Linked DNA regions of Mus musculus: region 2 is linked to region 1. Evidence: chromatin contacts called from public Hi-C data. All regions are on one chromosome and are shown on one strand. The core of a region is the stretch at or near the end of the contact, and the rest is flanking DNA. Distances in the headings are between cores, read along the strand shown. Region 1 holds the start of F2rl1 (coagulation factor II (thrombin) receptor-like 1). Region 2 overlaps Iqgap2 (IQ motif containing GTPase activating protein 2).

Evidence for each region. A called contact is a pair of places that touch in the nucleus more often than the background predicts.
Region 2: a Hi-C map of regulatory T cells shows a contact between it and region 1, with 3 times the contacts expected there. The contact joins the enhancer-like site here to the promoter of F2rl1 in region 1. A contact is called at or near these places in 3 of 39 promoter capture datasets (the 3T3-L1 cell line, liver and pre-B cells), 1 of 15 datasets of contacts at CTCF or cohesin (large pre-B cells), 2 of 484 Hi-C or Micro-C datasets (regulatory T cells and uterus), 8 of 115 datasets of contacts at active chromatin or transcription factors (embryonic forebrain, embryonic stem cells, epiblast stem cells and 3 more) and 5 of 9 other capture datasets (adipose tissue, embryonic stem cells, liver and 2 more).

The regions. Positions count from the first base shown.
Region 1 is chr13:95,521,074-95,528,506 of GRCm38.p6, forward strand. F2rl1 (coagulation factor II (thrombin) receptor-like 1) reads right to left here and starts at 4,167. Exons shown (of 2, transcript NM_007974.4): 1 at 3,964-4,167. The coding sequence starts at 4,054.
Region 2 is chr13:95,716,220-95,723,652 of GRCm38.p6, forward strand. It overlaps Iqgap2 (IQ motif containing GTPase activating protein 2), which reads right to left. Exons shown (of 36, transcript NM_027711.1): 11 at 5,294-5,454. The region is part of intron 1 of Gm52062 (a long non-coding RNA gene); the gene reads left to right. Among named protein-coding and RNA genes, the nearest start is that of Gm52062, 14 kb to the left of the region's middle. Within about 2 kb of position 3,907, at least 80 of the 459 cell types and tissues checked have an H3K27ac peak or open chromatin away from gene starts, as enhancers often do. A contact at or near this core is called in oligodendrocyte precursor cells and regulatory T cells, where this site is marked.

The DNA of each region.
Region 1 (7,433 bases), core at 2,917-5,416:
TCAGTGTTTCAAAACTGAGCGGAGACTATGGGTGACTACGAACTGGGGACACACCAGAGTACCTGGCTCTGAGTGCATCTTATTTGTAGGGCTACAATCAACAGTTCCTGTCAGGCATACAAAAACATACACCCACTCATGTTCGTGGCCACACCCAGCCCCCACGACTGCCAAACAGGAAACGGGCCTGTGTATCAGCCTGCTTCTAAGTTACTATACCCCTAGTCCTAAGATTAGACACTCACCTTCCTACAGGAAATATACAGCCAACTGTAAACAAGAAACCAATAAAATAATACGCTGTCATCTGCTTCATAAGACTCTAATGTACATTATTCAAAAAACCTGAAATCTAGGGTCCTCTCAATATAAAATGTAAAATTAGGGCTGCCTCAAAATAAAATGTAAAATTAGGGCTGAGGCTCTAGCTCAGTGGCAAAGTGACTGGTTAATACACAGAGGCCCTAGGTTTAGTGCCTAATACCTGGGCCACACCTGGTGTGTGTGTGTGTGTGTGTGTGTGTGTGTGTGTGTGTGTGTGTGTGTGTGTGCATGTTAGTGTGTATATGCCATCTTTTAAAGCTGTTAAAATTGTGTTACTGACCTTTACATGTTAAATCCCATACTTGTACAAGGCTTTCCTCTCTCCAAGCTATAAAAAGTGTGTTTCCTTGAAGCAGAACATCGGGAGAAGAGCAAACCTTGCTCTCTCTGTCTTAGGTTTTCGGCCACTCATAATGCAAGCTGACACAATCTTTTTAAAAGTTGAATCACTGTTTAACCATGGTACAAAATAATCATCTCCATATCAAAACTATTTCAGTAACTTACAAGAGCTATAACACCCCTACAAAACATGCACAGAAGCCTGTCTCCTGACTGTATATAGATTTATTGTTGAAATGCAAGTAAGTCCTAGGACAGCAGGATGGTCCTTCTGTGGTTTAAGGGACACCAGTTGGTGGTAGGCTTGGTCTCAGTGTTTTGGCCCTTTCCCAGAGTTCTTCGCTACCAACTCTTGGGAGCACCAGATGGAGAGAAAAAAAGGTTTCAGTTGCTATTAACAACTATTAATATTCAACCTATCCATCCTTTCCTAGGTACACTTTTAGCGAACTTTGCAAACTCTTTTTCTTTTTCCCAAGGGGAACTGTTTTCCTCAACATTTGTCCAGATAGTAAAACCATAAGAAAGTCAAATACAGACTTCATGAGGCCTGAGGGATCACGGTTAATCAGTAACAGGAGGAAGGCAGAGGCACCAAGCATCAACCTCAAGTCCCATCTCCACGTTCACTAGAGTTCTTTTATACTACGAGACCTCGGAAAGATCCTGTGTGCCTGTTCACAAAACATTAATTTAACAAGACGAAGCCAGGTTTGCCGGTGCTGGTCTATAACCATAGCTACTCGGGATGAGGAAGTAGAACCCCAGGTTCAAGGCCAACCTGGGTTACCTAGTGGACTCGAGGAAAGTTTGCGCAATTTAAGGAGACTTTGCCTCAAAATAAAATGTAAAATTAGGGCTGAGGCTCTAGCTCAGTGGCAAAGTGACTGGTTAATACACAGAGGCCCTAGGTTTAGTGCCTAATACCTGGGCCACACCTGGTGTGTGTGTGTGTGTGTGTGCATGTTAGTGTGTATATGCCATCTTTTAAAGCTGTTAAAATTGTGTTACTGACCTTTACATGTTAAATCCCATACTTGTACAAGGCTTTCTAATTTAGAAATGTGTATTTTATGTATTCCTCATGTACAAAAGCATGGGAAAGATATAAATCAAAATGTTAGCAAGTGGTTATTTTAAGTACCAATGTTTAGGATGATTCCGTTAAATTTCTCCTTTCCCTGTTTTCTCTTCTCAGTGACCACATATTAATGTTATAATTTAAAAAAAGAAAATGTTATCGGGAGCTGGAAAGATGCCTCAGCATTGTACCCTCGTGGACTCACAACTGTCTGTAACTCTAGTTCAAGGGGATCCAACACCCTCACCCAGATATGAATGCAGGCAAAAACACCAGTGCACATAATTTTTCTAAAATTACATTTTAAAATGTTGTCTAGGTATGGTAGTGCATTCCTGTAATCCCATCATTCAGGAGAACAGACAAAAGTGTTGCAAGTTCAAGGCCAGTGTGGTCAACATAGACAATTTCAGAGCAACCAGGGATACACAATGAGACTAATTCAAAGGAAGAAAAGGAAGACTACAACAAAAAAACAAACACACACCCAAGAAGATCCAGTCTTAAAACTGAAATGGACTGACTGTGTGACTAGGAAAATAGCAACGGTCCAGCACTTGCCCAGCCTGTGCAAAGCCCTAGGTTGGATGCCCAGCATGGCAAGAAATCAAGAAACAAAATATGGAGATGGAAGAGGGGGAGGGGAGCAGGAGAGGGAGACAGTAGTAGTGATTGTGTCTGTGGGAAACTGACTTAAACGTCACATTCGCAATTCAGTGCCCCTCCCCCCAGCTGGGACCCTTTCCGAGAAACAATTTTTTGGGGGTGGAGAAAACCAAGCTCAATCTGCTGTTTAACAGGCCAAGGAGCACGCAGAAAGACCAGACCTAAGCGGCATGAGCAAAGAAGGCAAGCAAGGTGCCCCGTGTCCTAACCAAAATTAATTTAATTACAATGGGGGGGGGGGGACGGACCCAATACCTCCCGGTATCTAAAGTCTCTGTTACTAGACTAACTCTTTAGGAAAGTTACCGGCAATGGAGCATAATTATGCAGAGAGAAAAGCCAAGTTGGGATATTAAGTAGCTCGGGTTAACAAGTAACCCAATTTTTTTGTTGTTGTTGTTAAAATCAAGTTCACCACGTACGCTAGGAACCTCTACCTCCCAATCTCCTCACTCTGAAAACAGAGGAAGCCGACTAATCAGGGTATGCTTCCTATACTAGGTAAATCACGAAAGTAATCACCTCCAACCACTTTTTTTTTAAGTTTGCACACACTTTGTTCCTGAGTTTTTAAATTTCTAACTTTAAATGACAGGCAAACGGAGAGGGGTTGGACGCTCTTCTACAACTTAACGACAAAGTAAAAGTGAGAAATAGCCTTTAAGACTACAGCAAGTTTAGAACGGAAACGCCAGGCCGGGTTTTGCAATAGCGCTATCACTGGTAGCAAACACCCCCCCACCCCACCCTACAGCCTACAGAGGTCTCCGTGGCTTCTAGAAGGGCCAGTTCGAGCTCACCAGGAGCTGCAACGCCCAAGCCGGCAGCGGGCCAGAGGAGCACCGCCCCGAACCGCTTTCCTGCAGTTCGGTTCCTTGGGCATGGCAGCCTCAGAGAGAGACCTGGGTGGCTGCCAGTGTTCGCTCCCGGCGGCGGGAAGGTCTCGAAATCTCTAGGCTGGAGATTTCACCTGGTAAGGGTCCGAAAGGGCCCCTTCTACCACCACGTGACATTCAAACCGCCTGAGTCCCGTGCCCAGCGCATCCACTGCGATGCCAGGTACCGTAGCCCCGAGTGGGTCTTGAACACTGTGGTTCAACCCGCAAAGAAAGGGTTCAGTGAGTGGGTGGGTGCGAGTGTAAAACTCGAGGTGGGAACTTCCCAGGGCACGGGCTCCCACTCACTCCACCCATACGTGAGCCATCAAACTGCTATAATCCGGGGGTCTAGTAAGACCCTATAGGACGTAGTTCGCAGGGTCCGCGAAAACCAATTACTGACTCAGTGTTTGTAAAGGAACGACCGCAGGGAGGGGAGGCTGAGTCCTGCGGGCGCTCCTTCCTTATCTCCCCGAACCACGTCGACGAGTAGAGATTGGAAGTGCCCAGACCAGGATTGTTTCTAGCGCGTCTTTGGTGGCACTTAGGTGTCCCGGCTGATTGGTCCTGGTTAGGGACCCCCATCAAAGCTACAGAGAGTGTCCAGGGGGTGTGCCCGCCTTCCCCGATTCCCCCACCAGCCCAGAGCGTTCCTTCGCCGCTCGAGCTCACCCGGTGCAAGGTTCTCGGTCCGGCTGCAGGAGACCGAGGCCGCCAGAAGGGTGATACCTCCCAGCAGCCACGCCAGGCTGAGACTTCGCATCCCCGGACGTGGGGCGGGCGGGCAATCCGCCACCAGTGGTTCGAAACTCGGAGCCCTACTCTGAGCACAGGGTCCCTTCCCTTAACACGAGCTTCACTGAGCCTTCCTGGGGCGGGACCTGTTTCAGTGAAACCGGAGCCCCTAGACGCACCTGCGGAAGACCACGCCCCCAGGAGACCACGCCCCCTCGAACGTCCTACGCAGGCCACACCCCGGGCCACCTGGCCCAGCACAGCCTGACCGTAGCTCCCGTGTGCTGGCCAGCGTCCACTTGGCTGCTGGAGTCGCCTGCGGGTGAGGCTGGACCGGTGAGGTGGCTACATTGGAATGCAAATGACAGGAAGGTTGGGACCCAGGGTTTTAGAGCCTGGGCGATGTCCAAAACTATCTTTAACCTTTAATTACTTCAGAGAACCAGTGAGGTCATCCTGTGAATGTTAGAAAGTCTATGCTAGTTGCCTTTGTCTTCAGTAATTGGTGTGGAAGGCTTTGTGGTGTAATGGGCAGTGCGGGACCGATATGAAAGGGGTTCTTGTTGGTTATTGTTTTGTTGATTGTTGTCTTGGTTTGCCTTTTTGCGAAAGCTTTCTTTCCCTACTACCCACCTGACTTCAAACTTGTGACGATTCTCCAGCCTCGACCTCCTAAGTGCTGGGGTGCCAGGATTGTTCCACCAGTTCTGGGATTAACTCATCTGTTATCCAGTGTCATTAAACAAACCTGGATGTGTGGGAAGCACTAACCGCCAATGGTTCAGTACTGTTAGCTTGTCTAATGCCCTCAGCACTGTATGTGCCCGCTCCATCTGTCTTCCCATTTTACAGAATAGGAGATGGAACTTAGAATGTTTGCTGCCTCTGGGGTTACACAGTTCTTTGGCACAGTTTGTAAATGTCCAAGCTCAAGTCTATGACTGAAATTTGTCCACAACTTGTTGCTCTATACCTGATTCCACTCGGGTCTCTTCTGCATCGTGATCCCATGTTCCAAAGAAATATATAAGCATGGGTTGGGGTGTGTAGCTTGGTAGTAGAGCACATGCTTAGCATGTCCAAGGACCAGAGTGAATCTCCCCCACAGAGACAGAGGCAGGAGCATAAAGAATTGGAGACCATTTGGGCTACATAGTAGAACCCTATCTTAAAAATAAATTAAAACTAGGACAATAAGTCAGACTTTACTGTTGTTCAAGAAAACTGTGGTTTGAATTACAGAGAAGATACTGGAAGGATTCATAAACGGAAGAGACTCGGATGAGCCCAAAGCAGGTGTCTCCACGGAGAGGGGATTTCAATGTAGGAAGGGCTGGCTGCAGTCCTGGACAGCTCTGAAATGATGACAGAGTTAGAAGAGAGACCGGAGTTAGCCATTTCTCTCAGGTTTGAGGACATCCACCTGGCATGTTGCAGAGGGGTTCCACTCCAGAGGGAAGGGTCAGGCAGTCACTGTTGATAGTTATTAATATCTGCGCAGCCTTGAGCCAAGTGGTCACCGCCATGTCCCATAAGTGTGTAGAATGCAGCTTCCATCTGATGCAAGATCTGGGTCACACCTCAACATGCCTGATGGATGGTTAGTCTTCTGCCTGTTCATTCTGCCCCAACGGGATCACACACAGCCAGAAATCAAAGGAAGAGAAGCAAATGGTCCTGAATAGGCCATGAAAATAGAATGCTTCCTTTCTAGATAACAGAAATGGACAGGTAATGGACACGGACACACACTCAAGAGTGGTCAGAAAAAGCAGCCCAAGGGTTGAGACAATTCTCTTTAATGGAACATCTCTGGAGGGGTCTCCCGTGGCTGTGTCTCAAAGAAGTTCTTTGGGAATGTGAATGGAACTTAGCTTTTTCCTTTGTGTAGCCTTGGGTGTGGTCTGGCTTCTCTCCTTCTGTGCCTCTATAACCTTGGATAAACTATTCACACTATGTTTTGATTTCTCACTTATGGAAATGGGATTAGCATTTTGTCTATTTAAAGACACCTAGGGATAAAACGAGGTTCTGATATGAAGTAGAACAAAAATCTTTCCTTTCTCTCAGGAGTACCTGCCCCACCGCCTGTACCACAGCTTTCAGGGTGTGGCTCCAGGACCCTCCCTTCAGAAAATTGACTTCTAAAAGCACAGAGTGTAATCTAACCTAAACATTCCTTATGTCAATCAATAGGTGAAAGCGGCCAGGCGGTGGTGGCACACACCTTTAGTCCCAGAACTTGGGAGGCAGAGGCTGTTGGAATTCTGAGTTTGAGACCAGCCAGGTCTTTGGAGAGAGTTCCAGGACAGCCAGATCTATACAAAGAAATGCTGTTACCAGGAAGGGAAGAACTAGGAGAGAGTGGGGCCATAAGTTAGTATTTTAATGTGTTCTTTTTACATGTGTTTATGTATTTATGTAGTGTGTGTGTACCTACATACATGATCCTGGACAATTCTAAAGTAGCCAGTGATGACTCAAGGGACCACTGTGCAGCAGTGAGGTCCTCTGGGGTGTTTTTTCTATGGTAGGGTCCAAGTTCCTCTCTGGAGGGTTGATTCACTGATCCTGGGATAGAACATGGAAACTAACCTCTTTGTTCAAGAAGGCCCACGCCCTGGGTCGTCTGTTAACTGCCCTGGTGTATGCTGCTGTCTCTGCCCTTCCTGCCCTAAAACACCTCAGTTTGGATGATGCTGAGCCTACTCAACAGAATCCCATTCTGAAAAGGGCCAGCCTACTCCTGAAGAGAGACACCAGTTCATCTCTGATGATCCTCCAGTCTTTCCTACCTCATACAGTGTAATTACCACCATGTTATCTGGCCATGATAGTGGCTCCTTTCTTGTAGAGTGCATTTGAGGATGCCCATGAAGTAGCACCGACCTCGCCTGGCACAGAAGAGAGAGCCGCTGTTTGGTGATTGCCTTCAGTGAGAAATCCTTCTCTTCAGAGAACCATGTGTAAGCCTCCAGACGCTTCCAAGCTCCACAGACACTCACGTCATAGGAACTGAGTTTGAATCACCAAAATTTCCAAGAAATGGTTCTAGTGAACAATGCTATCCGTTAATAATTTCAAGATGGTGGTTTATTGGTCTGGGGATGTATTTCAGGGGTAAAGAGCTTGCCAGGCATACTCAAAGCTCTGAATTTCAACCCCAGCACCACCACAGTAATTAATTAGTTAATGTGATTGGAGGGGGGAGGGGAGTTTTGAGACAAGGTTCTCTGTGTAATGTTAGCTGTCCTGAAACTCTAGAGACCAGGCTGACCTTGAACTCACAGAGATCCACCTGCCACTGTCTCCCGAGCAGTCAAAATGAACAAATGAAGTATATTCATAGACGACAGTTTTGCAGGTGTTTTTCTCAAATCTTGCAGCTTTTTTTTTCTTTTTAATCT
Region 2 (7,433 bases), core at 2,657-5,156, 190 kb after region 1:
CCCACGCCTCACGTCCTGCCTCTCAAGCGTTACCCAGGGGCCAAGTGGAGATGCTGCAACCAGCCGGGCAGAAGTGAAGATCTTTCTAGAGAGACACTTTGTGTTTCTAAAGAGATACTTTGTGTCTCTCAGTCTATTAGAATGTTCAAGTGATGGAACCCAAAGAAAAGAGAATTTATTCTGGGAGAAGGAAAGTGTATCAGCCAGAAGGGGAAGTTATCTCCTGGAAAGAGACTACATACAGTTCTAACAATTTGTCAGACTACCTTACAGGATGAGAATCAAGCCAGTGATGGGTCACTGATGGGTGGAACCACACCTTTTCTCAAACTGCTTACACATGCATATACTTGGCTCTCTATTTAAACTTTGATCTCACTTCAAGACCTCTGTGATGGATGTGGGGATTTTCTGGATCTCTTTGTGGCTATAGCGATTAAGTTTTCTTTTCTTCTCTCCACTTTTAACTTGGATCTTTTAATTGACTTATTGAGTACAGATTGTCAGGCCTGACTTGGGACACAGATTGCAACTCCCATTGTTCAAAAGCAATATCCTGAGGTTAGACAAAGAGTAGACAAGCGGGTAAAATTGTCTTGTACAGCCCTGTCAGCACATGTTAGACTGACTTTTATGGTGTAAGCATTTATCTTTTTGCAAATGTATTTTATTTTGAAATCGTGTCTGCATGGATCTCTGTGTGGACATGTGCCATGGAGGCCCCGGGCACTGGACTGCCCAGCAATCAGAGTGATAGGCAACTATGAACTGTTTAACATGGGTGCTGAGAACTGAATTGGGTCCTCTATGAGAACAGTATGCAGTCTGAATGCTAAACATCTTTCCAGCTCCACTGTCGATTTCTTCAAACAACCAAAATTGTTCCTTCCAGGTATGGTGGAGAAGAATGAGTTTTAGATTATTAATTACAACTGAATATTGTTATTTATTTATATGCCTCCGTGGTAAAACGTTTTGACACGTGCAGACTGTCCTTGTGATTGTATACGCTTGCAATCATGAGACCTTTACTCAGGTGACCTCTCATAACCCGCAGAGTATAAACTGTCTGATACTCTGAATAAAGTTGGCTCTTACATGAGACTTTAGTCTGCCTCAGGTTCTGCCCCCCTCTAGAGCAGCAAACACCCCACTACTAGTGCTTTTTTATCCAAAGTATTTTTTTATGTCTATGAAATGTTCACTGTAATCAAAGCTCCTCACAACCCAATCTCCTATTTAATCCAAGCAAAATTAAATCCTCAACTACACAAAATGACTTTCCTTTTCTCTTCCCTTCAAAATTCTTGAATTGAACCCAAATCCTTCAGTAGCCTAGGCAAGCATTCAGCCACTGAGTTAGAACCGAAGGCCTCTTTTATTTTTATGTTGAGATAGGGTCTCACTAAGTTGCCTTGCTGGCTTCAAACTTGGTATGTAAGCCCTGGTAGCCTGTGACTTTACTCATCCTGCCTAAAGTGCCTGAGTAGCTAAGATTAGCAGCTTAACCCACCAAGCCCACCAAGAGTTCAAAGCCATGAATATATATGTCCAATAGCCTTGATGGACAACTCAGACAGCTGTGATACACTTTCTCAGCATCACAATGCAGGGGTGAGAATAATCTAGATTCGTTTGTCACCTGTACATTTCTGATTAGTTTTTTTTTTTTAAATCGAGGAAAATTTTACCGTCTACTACCATGAAACTCTCATATATTTTTAAGAGTCAATTTTACCAATGAAAATTATACAGTTAACGTGAACCAGTTGGCCAAAAAAGAAAAAATAAAATCAAGAATCTGTACTGTTTCATCTTTTGTTACCAAGGAAATGAAGAGCAGTTTTTTAGGTACACAATTCACCTGTGGCTTCTGTCTGTAGCCCCTGATGCCTGTGAGCAAAGGAAGCTAAAAAGAATACTGCAACGAGCCTAAGTGTTTCCCTGGAGGCGACAAAAGTCCCCAAAGTTCTTCATGCTACCAGTGACACTGAGGTGTCTTTTATACAATGTAGCTTAAGAAGAAAAAAAGTTCTGCAAAACAGGAAGCAGTGATGACGAATGATGGACACCAATGGAGGCCAACCCAAAGTAGGCCAAAGTAGGCCGAAATGGGCCAGGGATTGTGCTTGAGAATTTTGCCTCACAAAGTCACAAAGAAGTTATGTTACTGACATCTAACAAGTAGCACAGATGAAACCAACAGCAGGGACTCCTGGAGATCTGTACTGGCTAGCCTTCCTCAGAGACCAAGGCCATTCTTTAAGAATGTACAAAGCCTTTCGGGGCCTCTTGTAGACTTAATAAAAATATAAGTGATGGCTCTGTAGGAATCCTTAAGGACTGGAATAGACAACACCCAGGATCCCCTTAGAAATGTGTGCCATTGAGCCAAAGGGAAGTTTTAGGAAGGAGCCCATAGGACTTCACAGTCCCCTCAAGTGAAGGCTCTTCAGTACAAAGTCATCGCTGCAGTGTGTGTGTGTGTGTGTGTTATAATATATATATATATATATATGCTTCAGCCTATATAATATATACATATACATACATACATATATGTATATATATATATATATAATACACACACACTACACACACACACATAAATATACATTTATATATATATATATATATATATATATATATATATATATGCTTCAGCCAGGCCAGCACTAACAACACTGGGCCTGCTGGCCCCTCTGTTATATATCCCATAGAAGTCTAAAACCATGATGCCACTTGGATTTGGACCAGAGGGGTTCAACTATGCACTAAAACAAGACTGTTCTTCTTTGCTGTTATTGTTGTTAATGTTGGTAGTGGTGATGGTAGTGGTGGTGGTGGTGGTGGTGTGTGTGTGTGTGTGTGTAATTGTATAAATTATACATATATATACACACACATACTCATACAGATATATGTAATATTTTCATATTGAAATAGTCTCATGTAGCCTGAGCTGGCCTCAAACTTGCTATATAGTCAAGGAGAATTCTGAATTCATCTTCCTGCCTCTGTGCCTTCATGTTGGAATCACAGGTGTGTGCCACTATGCCAGGGTGACCCCTGTCCTTAAGTTATTATTATATCATGAACTTGGCTCGTGCAGGCAATGTGGCTCTCGAATGGAGCGAGTCCCTTTCCTTAAGTGGTATTTGTAGATGGGGGCAATTTTGATCAACAGAGTGGACGGCTAGAGTACTGGATGGGAGAAGTACTGTCAGTCAGAGGGCAGGTGGCCCGGTATGTTTGACAATTGCTTTGCTAAGAGTCACGGTTACATGTAACTCTCCAAGGAGCGAGCAGCTGTGACTCATACTCCAGCATCAGGAGGGCTCAGAAGTTGGTTAGATAAGTGTGACTGGCGACCTGAGGAGGAGAAGAAAGAGGTGGGAGCTTCATCATGGACACTGCTACTGCACAAAGGGAGAGACACTGCTATGACGGTGGTCCCTGGAGAGGGAGCCTTTAGCTGAGGACTGGACACAGAGATCAGCTGGGCACAGAAGGTGCTGGCCAGGGGCAGAAGAAAACTTGACATCAGACAGATTTCTAAGCTTGGAGCAGCGTCTGCTGTGATTGACAGGAGCAGTGGAGGGAGGAGTCACTGCCTGAGAGAGCAAGGGGTGCTGTGATTGACAGGAGTGGAGGGAGGAGTCACTGCCTGAGAGAGCAAGGGGTTTTGTTCATAGAGATCAGGAGGAGGGAAGCGTCTTCAGGAAGACGCTTCTTTTCTGCCATTTTGTGCATGCTCAAGTGACCTGTCACCATTTCCTCAGAATCTAAGAACTCTTTCAGTTTCCTTTGCAATTGCGCGTGATGCAGCTCTAGCTCTCCATCTGGAGCCAGTTTAGAATCACTGGCTAAATTTTCATCAGGATCTGGGTAGACATCTCCCCCTGGTGGTCACAGCAATTTAGGGGCCACTCATCTCCTTTCCTTTTTCCTATCTGATCTCTCTCTCATTCCAGGGCTGAGTGCTTTGCAAGTGTGCTAAGGCCCTGCCCTCAGAATCCAGAAGCAAAGAGAAAGAACAAACCTCTCATTTGTCTTTTAATTCCAGCCTTAGCACTCTCTGTAGATCCACTGAAGTCGTCCGCCTGACTAGCAAATGCAGCTATCGGGGACCCCAAAACGAAAGGGCTTACAAGGCTCTTTTAGGCCAACAACCACTGGAGAGAGTTTGGGGCTCCACTTAAGGTTCATAACCTTAGAAGTTTCCTTGTCAATAGAATGGATACATTGTATATACAGCTACTTCTAACTTTCCTAAAGAAGCTGGAAGGAAGGTGTACTTTTTTCTTCTTTTTTAAAAATTTAATTTTTTTACTTATTCACTTTACATCTCACTCACTGCCCCCTCCTAGTCACCCCCTCCTACAATTCTTCTCTCCTCCACCCTCCCCCTCTCCTCTGAGCAGGTGGGCCCTCCTGGATATCTTCCCTTCCCAGCTTGGCACTTTAAGTCTCTGGGAGACTCGGTGCTTCTCCCATTGAGGCCACACAAGGCAGCTCAGCTAGTAGAACATATTCCACACACAGGGGACAGCTTTTGGGATAGCCCTCCATGCCAGTTGCTCTGGATCCACTTGAAGACCAAGCTACATATGTTCAGGGAGGCCTAGGTCCAGCCCATGTATGTTCTTTGGTTGGATGTTCAGACTCTGAGAGCCCAGTGGGTCCAGGTTAGTTGACTGTTAGTCTTCCTGTAGAGTTCCTATCCCTTGTGGGGCAGCGATCCTTCCCCTATTCAGGAAGGTGTATTTTCTTTTCCCTTTCCTTTCTTTCTTTTTTTAAAATTAGATATTTTATTTATTTACATTTCAAATGTTAACCCCTTTCCTGGTTTCCCCTCCGAAAATCCCCTATCCCCTCCTCTCTTCCCCTTGTTCACCAACCCACCCACTCCTGCTTCCTGGCCCTGGCATTCCCCTACACTGGGGCTTAGAGCCTTCACAGGACCAAGGGCTTCTCCTCCCATTGATGACTGACTAGGCCATCCTCTGCTACATATGCAGCTGGAGTCACGAGTCCCACCATGTGTACTCTTTGGTTGATGTATTTTCACAGCTCCTCTAGGTATCAACTTGGAATAAAGTCAGTTGTTAATACAAGATGACAATTTTGTCTCTAGGAGAGGAGGATAAAGAAGCCCCTGTGGCAGAGCAGACCGCTCTTGAGAAAATGCAAGCAGGACATGTGGACTTTTCCACTTGGGGGTGGGGGTGGGGGGATCTGCCAAGCACTTTTTTTTTCCACCCTGAAAGAGCATCCGGGAAGTGCTCCTTACCGGTCCACGTGTGCCTCATCCAGATTGTTGAAGCCTATGGTGGGGCTTCTGAGTTGGTTCTGCACAGCCACGAGGTCACTGCTCTCCAAGGCCTGGTTTAGCAGAGCAACGGCAGACAACATTTCCACGGCAATCAGGAGCTCCTCGTGGGCCAAGTAGTTCTGTTGGCAAACACAGGGTAGAGTGAGCTCCCGGCATCGCATGCACGGCACAGATGTGCTTTGGACACGGGATGCATATGACAATGAGCATGCCCACCTGCTCTTCATTGGCTTTCAGGAAAGCCACGTAAATGGCTCCTAGGTTCCCTTAGATTATTGTTTTGGGGGCTGTGTTATGTATAACCCACAGTTACAATGTCACAAATATGTATCCCACCGCGGCTCCCAGAGGTGCCGCCTGCCTACCAGGCTCCATCCAACCTGGCAATTAAGCCAGTGGTTAGACAAAACAGGCTGAGAGGTCCAGTTAAGATCTCAGTACAGTAAATGACTGGAAACCGGGTCCAGGAAAGAAGGGCTTTACCTAACTAAATGTTATAAACCTGGAAAAACAAATACAATCTTTAAGCTGAGGAAGTTGACTCTAGCCCCCAAAAGCTAATTTTGCTGTTACAAATTGGGTAGAAACTTTAAAATGTGCTATAAGGTTTAGATATTTGATGCAATTTAAGGTGAAACTAGTTTTTTGGGGGGTGGGCGTAACACAAGGAAGTACCTCCAAATTTACATATTCATGAATCTATTTGGATTATTCATAAATGCGTTAGCTTTCATTTTATATGATTTTAATCAGTTTCAAAAGGGATAGTTCTTTTGTTATATTGAAGGGAGGCAACTTTAAAAGATTTACTTTAAAAACTGAATATATCACGATGTATTTAGAATATTGTCCATACAAAGTATATTTATATTAATATATACATTATAGCTTTCTGGATCACCACAGAAAATCTTAAAACAAACTGATTTCAGCATGATAATGCACGTTTTGTGTTTTATAGCAAACAAGAAAGTGTAGCAAGCAAAGGCGCATTTTATCTAATGACACAGATTGACCATACATTTGCCACCTGATGCACTGTGACTGGCTACAAGGTTACAGCCAATGCTTAAGTACTTCCCCTCTCTCTCTTCTAATGCACTAGTCACCCCTGTCCAGTAGGTTAAGACAAAAGGACAGGAAGGCAGGAAGAGAAGACTTGGCTGCTGTTTGGATGACACTGACTCATGGCAGAGCTAGACTTGAGTGTCTGAGCTTCAAATCTAGGAGAAGTGGAGGAGGAGAAAAAGGACAAGTATGTTGCTTAAAAAAAAATCTGTTTTTTTTTTTCCTTTTAGTATAAAGTATTTGTTTCTAGGTAGAAAATGTGTGTTAAAGTGAGGGAGGTCTTGGAACATAAGAATAAACCAACAAATCCTCTAATCCAGGGACTGGAGAGATGGCTCAGCAGTTAAGAATTCTTTCTGCTCTTCTAGAGGTCCTGAGTTCAAATCTCAGAACTGCTAGGAAACTTATAACTGTGACTCTAGCTCCAGGCTAACACCTTAGACCTCTATAGGCACTCACACACACACACATACACACACACACACACACACACACACACACACACACACCTTTTTAAAATATACATTCTATAATCTAAACCTTTTAGGCTATAATTGCTTGTTTCTAACCCACTAAGATTTATAGGTGTTATTCACTATAATTGACTTTTGAAGAATTATATAATATGCACCATTTCCCAATAAATGTCAGTCTGTGGCTTTTTTTCCAATTAATGGGGACCTTTTGTGATGATCATTATTCATTAAATTTATTTACCTGCATTTATTTTGTGTGTGTGTGTCTGTGTGTGTGTGTCTGTGTGTGTATGCAGATGTCAGGAGCAACTCATGAGAGACAGTTTTCTCCCTCTACTGTGTAGGACCCAGAAATCAAGCTTAGGTCCTTAGGCTGGGTGGCAACTGCCTTGTACTTATCAGGTTATCTCACAGGGCCTTATTACTTTCCTACCATCCTTTACGCTGGTTGCACGGTATTCCAAGCAGAGGAAAAATACCACAAATTAAGTACTCTTCTATTAGTATCAGTCAACATGGAGCTAGATTCTTTTTTCTCAGACTAATAGACATGT